3 separate regions of the Mus musculus genome follow, and all the other regions are linked to region 2. A link is a contact called in public promoter capture Hi-C data. All regions are on one chromosome and are shown on one strand. The core of a region is the stretch at or near the end of the contact, and the rest is flanking DNA. Distances in the headings are between cores, read along the strand shown.

Region 1 (4,134 bases), core at 470-2,969, 2.1 Mb before region 2:
CATCATAACAGGGTAAATGAGTGCAAAAGTCCCGGGGCCCAGAAAAGAATATTCCAAAGTACGAAGCCTTGAGCATGCTTAACTACCAAAATAAAAAATAAAGAAATGAAGGCCCCAAAAGCAGGCTTAAAACCAAGGTCTCTCTGACCTTCTCAGACTTGTTTCTCTACCTTCCCCTAAACAGGGTCAACTGGTTCACTTTAGCAGACAAGTGGAAGCTACCTCCACATCAGACTCTTCTGAAAGCTGCTCTAAGATAGCGACTTGTCACATCACAAAACAGCTCTTATTCACCACACAATTCTATTCAGCCTCCCATAGGTTGTGAGTCACCATCCTAAGGTTCAAGCTCCTATTCTTCTCCGTGGCTTCTCTTAGAATCACCTATTTTTGCAGGACTCCCATGCATGTGTTATTAAGTATGGATTTGTGCCATATTTAAAACCCGTATCTTGTACACGGCCTTCCTGTCCTATTCTGTTGGTTTATCACACTACTCGACGACTAAAGCTTTCTGGGAGCTTTCCCTCTTCTACCAGAGGAAGGATAGCCCTGGGCACGTAAGAGTGTGGTCTCAAAGATGGAAAGAAAACAAATCGTTTGTAAATACTTTGCAAACTGCAATTTCTCTAGTATGAGATTTCCTTTTCTGCTTGTCATTTCCCTCCTCCTTTTCCTTCTTTGAACTAATGGCAACGTTCTGAGAGGGAAATAGAGAAGGCGAGGAATCTAGTAACGTGGTAAACAATATGGGAGAACACCCGCAATGCCGTAATACAACACCCCAAGACAGGACAGCATAGTGCACGGGAAAACCATGGATCCAGGCTCAAAGAGCCAAGCTCCACTGCTTAGCTTCCTCGCACACCCCTAGGTAAACCCATTCTTCAAGACTTCCGACACCCTCTGTAACTCACGGATCTTTATTTCCCTTCAGACAATTCTTGTAAGCATAAAATGAGATCACCGTTTGGAAATGCATCGTAAATCAATACAGGTTTTCTAAACATTCGCTGTTTTCATTAGTCATACTGCGCGAGGCTAGAAGCCAGACACCTGGCTTCCAGCCCTGTCTCGAAGTCACTGCGTGATCTCTGCAAATCGGAAAGTCCGATTCCTAAGCGAGGTTTCCCAAGCAATGCCCACTGCAATGCTTTCAATTTTGCAGATGGGGAAACTGAGGCCCAAACCCGCTAGAGCCCAGATCACAATTGGAGGCGGATCCTGGGCATGTCCTCGGGTTTTTTGACACCAAGAGCTGTTTTTCACTGCACCAGCTCCTCCCCCCCACTTCTGCTCAGGCCTGTCTCAGCTCTGTAAAACGACGCCGGTTTCAAAAGACCCCTGAGACAGTCATTCTTCCCAGCTACGTGAATTGCGCAGCCCTGCGCAAATGCACCCTGCACGCAGGGCCGGGAGCTCCAGGGCCCGAGCCACAGGGGCCACACACGCTCCCGCCTCCCGCCGCAGCCAGCACTCACTCGAGCAGATCAGGGACATGGCGCCGTCGTAGCGCTGCTGCCAGTCGCCTCACAGAGGGTTCCCGGTTCTCTGCAGCCTCCGCGGGCCACTTCCGGTCCCCCGCCGCTTCCGGAGCGCTCGGACGCGGGTAGACAGCTGCCCAGCGTGGCGATGCTCGCACAACTGCTTCACGTGGGGAGGTGGCCGGTGGCGCGCCTCAGCCTTCTGCAGCTAACGGAAACTGCCCTTTCCCAGCATGCAACCGAGCAGGAAAAGGCCCGCCTCGAAACACTCGGCTGTTTCCGCATTGGCTCGGCTTCTTCCGGCGAGCGCTCCAAGAGGCCTGAGGCGGGAAGGAGAGAAGAAACTACATTTCCCATGAGGCTGCGGGGACCGCCAAGGCTCTTTTTTTTTTTTTTTTTTTTAGATGGAGCTGCTGTCACCTAGGGAACACTAGTCTTTGAAATGGTCGTGTGCAAGACAGATTTTTCAGGAGCTTGTAAAAGTGCAGATTCCTAGAGTCTGCCTTAGAGAGTCTGTAGGCATGATTCGGAGACCTGTGTTCCTTGGCCGGCTTTTGAGAAACAATGTGACCCTGTAAATAAAGCACAAATGAGTAAAGAAACTAACACTGCCTAAATTCTTGCTCTGGAAATATGGGCAAGCCAATGACTTCGTTGCCTGCTACGTTTTAAATATAGTCTGTTTTGTAAACTCAAGGGAATTTAGTTCCCAGCGTCTTATGTGTACGTTTAAAAGAATGGAAATTTGATGGGTGTGTTTGCAGAAGTCTTTAAACACAGGCACTGGGCTTCAGAGGCAGGCAGATCTCGGAGTACAAGTCCAACCTGGTTATATAGTGAGCTCCAATCCAGGGCAGTCAGAGCTGTGTAGAGAGAACATGTCTCAATAAGCAACCAAACAGTAAGAGTGGAAAGTTAGCACGACTATGGTGTTTTTCTGTGGTTTTGTTTTTGTTTTTTTGAGACTGGGTTTGTGTGTGTGTGTGTGTGTGTGTGTGTGTGTGTGTGTGTGTAGCCCTGGCTGTCCTGGAACTCAGTCTGCAGATAAGGCTGGCCTCAAACTCAAAGATCTTCCTGTCTCTGCCTTTTGAGTGCTGAAATCAAAGGTGTGTGTCATTACTATCTAGCTTAACTGTGGAATGTAGAGGTGGGATCTTTAGAATAAGACATTACAAGAATCCTGGTGGAGTTCATATAGGGAAAGAAAGAGTGAACAGGCACAAATGAACCAGTTGACTTCCATGGCAATGTGACACCAGCAAGGAAGAGGCCCTAGACATTGCCCACGTCATTCTCTTTGAACCTTGTGCTTCTAGAAATTTGAGCAAGGAGAACCCTCTTTTCTTTAAAGTAGCCTACCTCAGGTGTTTTGTTATAATAACAGTTCCCTGCCTCCTGCCAACTTCTTTTGTTTTCTCTACTAAAGACCGGACCAGATCGGCTACCAAGCCTGATACCCGAGTTCAGTCCCCAAGACACCCCCCCCACACACACACACACACAAGCACACACAGTAAAATAAATAAATAGGCTAGGCCTGGTGGCACATTGAGAGTAAGTAAATAAACTAAAATGGTATCAGTCATAATGGAGTTCTATGGTAGCAAATTAAAACTAGCTTTCTAACCTTCTAAGAAATCAGGACAGACAGAGGCAATGGCCACATGTCCTAGCCCTGCCAATCACAGCAAGCATGGTAACTATGTTCTGCCTGCCTTGGTCCTTATGAAAAGTACACTGGAGAAATCTGACCTATCAACCAGTCAGATCTCTGCACTTCCCTCTTTGTCTCCTAGCCTCCCAAGGAAAACATGCTCAGGCCTTCTCTTTTGTTTTATTTCTGCTTCCTGTCTAGGGAATGACTCCCCTCCGAGGCATCAAGACACACTTTGGCTCATGGAATGAGGTGTTGCCCAATTCTACAATCACAAAATATAGCCAACATAAATCTTTAATGTGATCTAATTGGTCTAAGAGACAGAAATGAGATGAAGAAAGAAACGCTGACATAGGCTGGGCAGTGGTGGCGCACGCCTTTAATCCCAGCACTTGGGAGGCAGAGGCAGGAGGATTTCTGAGTTCGAGGCCAGCCTGGTCTATAGAGTGAGTTCTAGGACAGCCAGGGCTACACAGAGAAACCCTGTCTTGAAAAAAACAAAAAAACAAAAACCAACTGCTGACATAGATTACAGTCTGTGGAATGATGGGCACATAAACAAGAAGAAAGTTCCAGATGGGTAGGTGCTCTAAATAAAAGATAAATTAGAGCGGGTTGAGAAGGTGGTACTGGGGTTGGAGGGGTGACTACTTTAGCAGGGTATGAAAAAGGTATGCATGCCCACTGGGGAGATGATGTTTGTTTTTAGCACGTAAATTTTATTTTAGTGTGTATGTGGATGCATGTGCCACAGCCCATGATTATGTGTCAAAGGAGAACCTCAGAGAATTGGCTCACTCCCATCACGTTGGTCTTGGGATCGAAGTCAGGTTCTCTGACTTGACCGGAAGTTCCTTTCCTCAGTGAGCTATTTCACCAAACCAAAGGGTGGCAACATTTTTGCTGAGACCTAAATAAAGGACACGTGTCAGTCCTGAGACCACAGATACCTGATGAGCCAACCTCCTCCACAGTCTCACCTCACCTCCCTCT
Region 2 (4,267 bases), core at 127-2,626:
TTTGCATCGTCTGAGAAGGGTAAGCCATTTTTCACAGGCTCCGGTAGGCACCCACAGTGTTATCAAAGAGTTGAGTGTTGGGAAAGTGTCCAGCTTTGTCCAAAAGGAAGTAGAAGCGCCGGCCTTTGACTTTCAGAGGCAGCATAGCAGGAACTTCACCTCTGTGAGCCATGCAGGAAATCTGGTTCAAGGGAACTGTGAAACAGGTACCCAAGCCAAAGGGGGCATAGGTGGTCAATGTCACCTGCTGCCCTCCTGCAAGGAGCATGACAGACCGCACAGATCGGAGTGAGTAGAGGAGACCAGCACCAAGGACCAAGACTCCTGCAGGGAGGCAAAGTGGGGTAAAAGGTTATACAGACACCCCCACCCCCACCCCTTAGAGTCAAATTACTGTAATGGAAGTAACAGTTTTGAGCAATTACACTCTAAAACTCTAAAAGGTTCCTAAATCCTTTTTTTTTTTTTTTTTTTTAAGAAAGGTAGCTAGGCAGTGGTGGTGCACGCAATCACTAGGGAGGCAGAAACAGTTGAATCTCTGACCCAGCCTGGTCTACAGAGTGAGTTCCAGGGCAGCCAGAGCTGAGAAACCGTGTCTTGAAAAAACAGACAGGGTCTATTATTCCATGCTGGCTGCAAGCTTGCTATATGTTCAATAACTTTTAATTTGTGATCTTCTGTCCAAATCCAGATTACATCTGGATGCCATCATATATGTTAGGCAGTGTTGGGTTCTAAACCCTAGACCTCATGCATACTAGGCAAGCAGTCTTAGAAACCAAACTGAGCCACGTCCCCCACCCCATCGACATTTTTATAGATAGCCAGCTCTATTGTTAAACGGAGAAAATGCATTTGTGGCTTCAAAAACCTGCTCGTGGCTAGTATGAGGGGCAGATCTTGGCCTACTGTATGCAGGGTGAGGGTGCAAGGCATTCAGGGACTTTATTACACCGCACCCATATCGTGTGTCCCACTTACTTTTTTGGAAGCCCCTTTTTGCTAAGTGAGCGTTGTGCTCACAGCCCCACAGCAATCTGGAGCCCAAGCGCTTACCCATCGTGCCGCAACCAACAGCCAGCCCGTAGCGCCAGAGTGCGGAGCGCAGGTCCTGGTAGCTCCGGTTCGGAGCCTCCGCAGGTACTCGGCTCAGAGGTCTGGACAAGGCTGCAACAGCCAGGGAGGTCCAGAAGATGCCCTGACCCGCACAAAACAGTCCAAGGATGGCAAAGAAGCGGCCCCGCTCGTGCCGGAAGAGCAGCACATCCCGTGGGACGCCATTTTGCAAATACCGGGGCACATTTTGGGACCGCAGCACAGACAAAAGGTGGCTGACATTCCGCAGCGGCACAGACGCCACCATGGCGGCGCACTTCCGTCTCCGGGGCGGGACTTCCTATCACGGCGAACTTGCCCACCCCTCCTGCATTGAGGGAAACAAGCCAGTAATGGGACACAAACTACAATATCACTCTTTATCTTAAAAAGTAAAGGGAATCCTGGGGTTAAGTACACAGAGCACCTAAGTCCTTCGGGTAGTTTAGTGTCAGCTCTACAAAGTAAGCTTTGGCTTCCTGGCACCATGAGGCTCAATCTTCCGGAAGTCTTCTCTAAGTCTTCCAGAAGGTAGGTGAGGAGGATGAAGCAGCCCTTCCTCCTCAGTCACAGTTACAGGGTGGCCTCGGGCTGGACAGGAGACGGCAGATGACAGCCAGACAATATTATCCAGGGGCTATTTACAAGGGGACTTTTCTTGTGATCATTTCATAAACGCTACTTCTGGAATCTCTCCCTTGGCCTGCAGAAAGATAAAATGTAAGTAGAACCAGGCACCTCTCTCCCACCTTCCCTGCCCAGCTACTGTAGACTCCCTGGCTGTCCTGGCATTCTCTATGTAGACCAGGCTAGCCTCAAACTCAGAGATCTGGCTCCCTCCTTCCTCCCAAATGCTGGATTAAAAGGCAAGTATCACCACACCCAGCCTTCATCTGACCCTTGTTAAAGGCTCAAGAGATCCATTTTTAGCAATAAAAAAAATTCCCATACTTTACCTTGAGAAGAGTGAAGGCCTGAGCAGATCTGGTGTAGTCCCAGTTATTGTCTTGAAGGCACCTAGAGTATGATTAAAATAGGAAGCCACATAAGAACCAAAATGCAGTCAGTCACCAAAATCCAACCTATAGAAAAAGTCACCAATGTTTTTCATTAAGTTTACACAGGGTCACACCACTTGTACAAATGAAACATAAAATGTTTACCAAAAACAACCAACGTGTAGTTTTACACTGGTAGGGAAGGATTTACACGGTTTAAAAACTATGTTCCAGCTGGGCAAGGCTTTTAATCCTATCACTCTGGAGAAGCTGAAGCAGGGAGGTATCTGTTTGAGGTAAACCTGGACTACAAAGTGACTTCCAAGCAGCGAAGGCACAAGTGAGACCCTGACTCAAATATAGAACCATATATAAAAAGACTTTGGTACTAGGTATGCACCTATAGTTCTAGCTCCCTTGGAATGCTCAGGCTCACTGGAATCTAGGACTTGGTAAGGAGTTGAGCCGGGTGTGGTGGCACATGCCTTTAATCCCAGCACTCGGGAGGCAGAGGCAGGGGGATTTCTGAGTTCGAGGCCAGCCTGGTCTACAGAGTGAGTTCCAGGACAGCCAGAGCTATACAGAGAAACCCTGTCTCGAAAAAACAAAAAACAAAACAAACAAAAGCCAAAGATGGCGTGGTGGCACACACCTTTAATCCCGGCAGGCGGATCTCTGAGTTCGAGGCCAGCCTGGTTTACAAAGTGAGTTCCAGGACAGCCAGGGAAAACAGAGAAACTGTCTCAAAAAAAACCCAACCAACCAACAACAAAACTTGGCAGCCAGGTCTGCTGGCTCATGCCTTTAATGCCTTCAAGGCCAGACAAGAGTACATAGTAAGACCGTGTTTGAAAAGGGCTCAGTGGCAGCGACTGTGCAGCATATGTGAAGTCTAGGTCTAATCTGTAATTCCAATTGGGGAAGAGGGGAGCCACAGGTAGCTAGGAAGGGGACAGAAAACCAAATCTTCATTTGTGCTTTAAATATTTAAAAATAACCTATGCAGAATTCTTAGTAGGAATCTTTTTATCAAAGCACTATATAATTCACTGTCAGGCCATCCCCTTGTTCCTCCTATCTATGATCAGCACTCACTTCTGAGACCACTCAAGGTTCATGCCAGACTGGGTAGAAAATGCTTGCAACATTTCCTGCTGTTCTGGGGAAAGCGTGGGTACTGGACTGGAGGAAGGTGTGGGTGCAGACATGGCGAAGGCTCTTTGGATTTCTTCAGGGCTGGCATTCCGCACAAATAATTCATCATTTACAATACATAGCCTTGGAGACAAAAAAAAAAAAATCTTAAATAAATGGACAAATAACCTCACCTTTCTACACTGTCTCTGTTTGCAGATCTGTTTAATATCCACATGCCCCTCTCAAGTTACCTTTTCTCATTTATCCTTGACTATAGACGAGGCGTTTAGGATTATCTTACAAACACACTAGAATTATATACTCACTCTCTAACATACTGATAGTTGTTAGTTACTTAATACACTTCTATTGCTTTTCTGCAATTTCCAAAACTACCTGAGGAATATCTTTACCTTCCAACTATCATATTGCTTTCCTGGCACTGAAAATAGTACCCAAACTGATAAGTTGAGTACGTACCCTGAATTGCTGGCAGGAACAGCAATGAACGTTCTTGTGAAAGCACGTAAAGAATCTCGAGACTTCCCATCCACTGCAATGAGAATGAGCAATGGCTCCTTATAGTCACTCAAGCTCCATCTTCACAATCATCATTTACATCATGGTATTTGATACAAAGAACCCTAACTTGGCCAGTTGGTTACTTGGTCATAAGGGAACAGAGGTAGGAGAAAGGGACATATCAGGGCAGGGGGGATGGTAACAGAACTTGCTGTGTGCTCTAGGAAGTGAAACAACTTAGAAAGTGTTAGCCTATGGCCTGGCAAAGTGTCTCAAGTCATTTCACTACCTGAAGTATCACTGTGCAAGAGTATTATGAAATCATCTAACAAAACAGAAAAAAAAGAATGCATGACTCAAAGGTACAACTTTCCCAGATCCAGAGAATTAACACAGGGATGGAAATGGATACCTCTTAACTCAACCTACACTGTTATGGTCCCCAGGCAGATAAGACATACTGCAGATAAGACAGGTGGAAGAGTTTTAAGGCCAAACCAAGATGGACTGGGCAA
Region 3 (4,088 bases), core at 208-2,707, 2.7 Mb after region 2:
AAATGTTTTGGTCCAAGACAAGTGAATACATGATCCCTTTAGTCTGTGACAAGAGCAACCATGCATGTCAGGCTGAGAAGCAGGCTGTGGACATGGTAGCACAGACTTTTAGTCCCAGCACTCAGGAAGCAGAGGTGGCTGGATCTCTGAGTTTGAGGCCAGCCTGGTCTACAATAATGAGTTTCAGGTCAGCCAAAGTTAGAGTGAGATGATGCCTCAAAGAGGAAGAAAGAGAGAGAAAAGAAAGGAAGGGTTTGAGCTGGCACAGGGTGAACTGCTCTTGCACTTTGGTTTCCAGCATCATGACGGGTAGCTCACACATGAGCTGTAACTACAGCTCTGAGTTATCCCCTGGTCTCTGCACACATAAATACACATATAATACTGGGGGCCGGACAGATGGCGATTTAATACCATTCAGAACTGTTTTTAGCTAGGCAGTGGAGCTGGTGACAGTGTTATCACATGCCTTTAGTCTCAACACTTGGGAGGCAGACAGGTTCTACACTAGGACCAGTTCCAGGACAGTCAGGGCTAAGCAGAGAAACCGTCTTGAAAAAAATAAAAATAAAAAGTATACCATTTAGATTTTTTTTTAACTCCTAATTTTCAGATAAAAACAGTGTTTGGTCTGCTGAAACTCCTGGCAGCCCAGCACCCTATCAGCCCATCCTCGGTAACGTTTACAGTACATCATTAGTAAAGTCTCATTTTCTTCTATTTAACTCCACATATAATCTGACCTCATCCCCTCTTAAGAGCTTCGTCTTTTTTTTTTTTTTTTTTTTTTTTTTTTTTGAGACAGGGTTTCTCTGTGTAGCCCTGGCTGTCCTGGAACTCATGGAACTCACTCTGTAGACCAGGCTGGCTGGCCTCGAACTCAGAAATTCACCTGCCTCTGCCTCCCAAGTGCTGGGATTAAAGGTGTGCGCCACTACGCCCTGCTGAGAGCTTCGTTTTATGCCTACATCTTTAAAACTTCCGAATTATCCTCAATCCCAACTGCTCACGTATCACATTTCACTAACTTCTTAAGATTAACATCTTAAATTCTCTAAGTAGAATAAAGTTTCTCATATTGAATGACTCCTTGGAGACAGAACCTTGGGAAACACTGCGTTAAAGCCATATTGCAGGCTACTAAATGGACGTTTGAACCTTGCAGACCCCCCCTGTGACGCATATTCGATCTTCTGCAAGTCTCTTTCCTGTGCGGATGCAGGATTGGGACGCCACGATTCACCCAAGTAGCACAGCAAAATCACAGAAACTCAACGATCCAGAAGTTCAGTGAAACCTCTGTGCTCCAGAAGGACAAGCGCAAGACGGAACTTTAGTCTCACATATCCTACAGCTGCAGAGGAACGTTTCACCTGAAGGACCGCCTGGTTGTAGCAAGTTTCTGGTCCCCGGAAGTGCATCTGTTCCCTCCCCTGCCTCACCCCTTTGAGTTGAGGTTGGAGCTATGGCGGCTGCGGCAGCTGTGGGGCCTGGCCTAGGGTCCGGGCCTGGAGACTCCCCAGAAGGTCCCGAGGCGGACGCTCCGGAGCGTCGGCGGAAGGCTCACGGGATGCTGAAGCTTTACTACGGCCTCTCGGAGGGGGAGGTGGCGGGGCATCCCGCAGGGCCTGACCCTCTGGACCCAACCGATCTCAATGGGGCGCACTTCGACCCGGAAGTTTATCTTGACAAGGTGTGTGTGTGAAATGGGGCGGGTCCAGACCCCAAATATCTTGGACCCTAGATCTTACTCCCGATTTGGTTGCTGTGGTGACGGCAGCGGGGTTTATAAGAGGACAGCCCTTACTAGGCAATAGAGGCAGATCTGGAGGCCAAGGGAGCCTGGGCCTGACTTGAGGTCACACTGGGTCTGAGGTCTCGGTGCTGGCTCGTGGTAGTGGGTGTGACCATGCTCTTGACAGGCGCTAGGCAGGGCCTAGGTTGACTTTAAACTAAGCCAGAAGACCATGAACGCTGACAAATCCCAAATTGGGTCTAACCTGTGAAGTGTGCTACTTAAAGTGTGCCACTTATGGAATTCCTGATAAGGGTGGGATTGGAGTTGTCTTGCACTGAAATCCAACTAACGTAAAGCAGGGTAGCAGGACGTGAGTGAGCACTAACGCTGACTGTTCCTACCTGCTTCTCTAGCTGCGTAGAGAATGTCCTCTGGCCCAGCTGATGGACAGTGAGACGGACATGGTACGGCAGATCCGGGCTCTAGACAGCGACATGCAGACCCTGGTCTATGAGAACTACAACAAGTTCATCTCAGCTACAGGTGACCCCACTGGGACACACTCCTCAGTCTTACACCACCCCCACCAGGTCCTCACCCCGTGTTAAGAAAAACAGGGATTAAAGGAAAGAGACCCAGATTACAATTGGGTCCCAACCTTAATCCACTGCTGCTGAAGTGATGACTCCTGTGGGGGTGGGGTTTGTCCAAAGGACCAGCGCTGGGAAGGAAGAATGAAATGCAGTGAGTTTCTCTGCAGCACTTAGGAAGCACCAGCGTTTCAGTAAGCTTTAGCTTTGTTTGTTTATTTATATTGTGCACATGCATATGTGTGGGACACAACATTTGTGTGGGGGTCAGAAGACAACTTTCAGGAGTCTGTATTCTCCTTCCACCATGAGGGTGCCAGGGATTGAAGTCAGGTTATCAGGCTTGGTGACAAACACATTTGCCTGCTACTAAGCCATCTCAAAGTCAATTAAAATTTTTGTTAAAAATGTTATTAGTGGTAACTTTTGTTTCTGGTCAGTCTGCCTTCAGAGCAGATTTGCCACTCTCTCCCCCTCTGTCTGTATCCTCATTCCTTAAGATTTACTAATAGTTTTTGGGTCCAGGAGTCACCCCACAAACCACATGAACACCAATCTCAGTCACATAGGCACGGTTATTGAGTGCACACCCCAAGACTAATTGATTAGGGCAACAGCTCACAGATTCGGGAGCTGACAGCCACATACCTGTACACTGTCCGGGGTCAGACTTTATAAGGAAAAAGCCATAATGAGCTCATAAGCAGATACAGGGTGGGCTGCAGGGTGGGCAGCCTTTTTTCAAGTGTGTTAGTAGTTTAGACATTCTGGTCAAACTAACCCCTTGTCTAGCTTGGCTCTGAGTAAAGGCCATGGTTGGGGAATCTACCTTGGCTTTGCCTGAAGGCCACAGCTGGGGAATTTCCAAGGCAAGTAATAAGCCTCTCCATTCGATATATGGCCAGCCCGACTTCAGTCTGAGCAGACTATTTTACTGTGTCTGCTGCTTTTTGTGTCAGCAGTATGGGATGGCTGGCAGGCCTGAAGCAAATGGCTATAGGCATGCCAAGGACCAGGGCAGGGAAGCAGGCAGCAGCAGCAGAAATTAATTATGTGTGTGTGGGGTGGGGTAGGGGTGGATATGTACAGGTATCCACAGATCCCCCAGAGCTGAAGTTAGAGTCAGTTGTGAGCCTACTGACACGGATGCTGGGGATTAAATCAGGTCTTCTACAAGAGCAGTACACTCTCAGCTGTCTTCTACAAGAGCAGTACACTCTCAGCTGTTGAGCCATCTCGCCAGTCCCACTACTAGATAGTTCAGCTCTCCTCACACTACCTACCATCTGTCTGCCTTTCAGGCGATGCACTTGATGTTTGTATAGTAACCTTAAACCACATGTCCAGGAGGCAGACCATAGTGAATGTTCACATCTGTGGGGTTGTATCTTCATGGGGCAGTGCTCTGCCAGATGTTCACATCTGTGGGGTTATGTCTTCACGGGGCACAGTGCTCTGCCAGTGCCTTGGTGGTGGCTGTGGTACATCCTTGCTGTTCTTTTATCTCATTTGAACCTGATTCAGTGAGTAAGTGCTGGTCTGTTAATGCTAGCTTCAAGATGGAAAAAAGAGAGTGATTTCTTTGTAGAGGAATTTTCCATAGGAATTTTGCCAGTATTACACGTTCTCATTTGTTGGAATATATATAGTATTTGACATGTATTTGTTATGTAATATAGATGGCTTGAATTGTTTTGTACTTTTTTCTAAGGAGCAAATCATAAAGTGGGTGTTAGGAGAGCTGAGGTTGCTGACCTGCA

What was found. Promoter capture Hi-C pulls out the DNA fragments that hold promoters and counts their contacts.
Region 1: a contact with region 2 is called in a promoter capture Hi-C map of hippocampal neurons, with 2.4 times the contacts expected there. The contact joins the promoter of Prpf19 here to the promoter of Tmem223 in region 2. A contact is called at or near these places in 3 of 39 promoter capture datasets (cranial neural crest, hippocampal neurons and liver), 1 of 115 datasets of contacts at active chromatin or transcription factors (astrocytes) and 1 of 9 other capture datasets (adipose tissue).
Region 3: a contact with region 2 is called in a promoter capture Hi-C map of pre-B cells, with 4 times the contacts expected there. The contact joins the promoter of Vps51 here to the promoter of Tmem223 in region 2. A contact is called at or near these places in 2 of 39 promoter capture datasets (the C10 cell line and pre-B cells) and 1 of 484 Hi-C or Micro-C datasets (B cells).

Annotation. Positions count from the first base shown.
Region 1 is chr19:10,892,816-10,896,949 of GRCm38.p6, reverse strand. Prpf19 (pre-mRNA processing factor 19) reads right to left here and starts at 1,719. Exons shown (of 16, transcript NM_134129.4): 1 at 1,482-1,719. The coding sequence starts at 1,500.
Region 2 is chr19:8,768,105-8,772,371 of GRCm38.p6, reverse strand. Tmem223 (transmembrane protein 223) reads right to left here and starts at 1,376. Exons shown (of 2, transcript NM_025791.1): 1 at 1,057-1,376; 2 at 1-324. The coding sequence starts at 1,363. The coding sequence ends at 32. Nxf1 (nuclear RNA export factor 1) reads right to left here. Exons shown (of 21, transcript NM_016813.2): 18 at 3,711-3,783; 19 at 3,189-3,371; 20 at 2,052-2,112; 21 at 1,462-1,798. The coding sequence ends at 1,760.
Region 3 is chr19:6,074,556-6,078,643 of GRCm38.p6, reverse strand. Vps51 (VPS51 GARP complex subunit) reads left to right here and starts at 1,457. Exons shown (of 10, transcript NM_001081041.1): 1 at 1,457-1,693; 2 at 2,152-2,281. The coding sequence starts at 1,466. It also overlaps a transcript of Tmem262 not described here.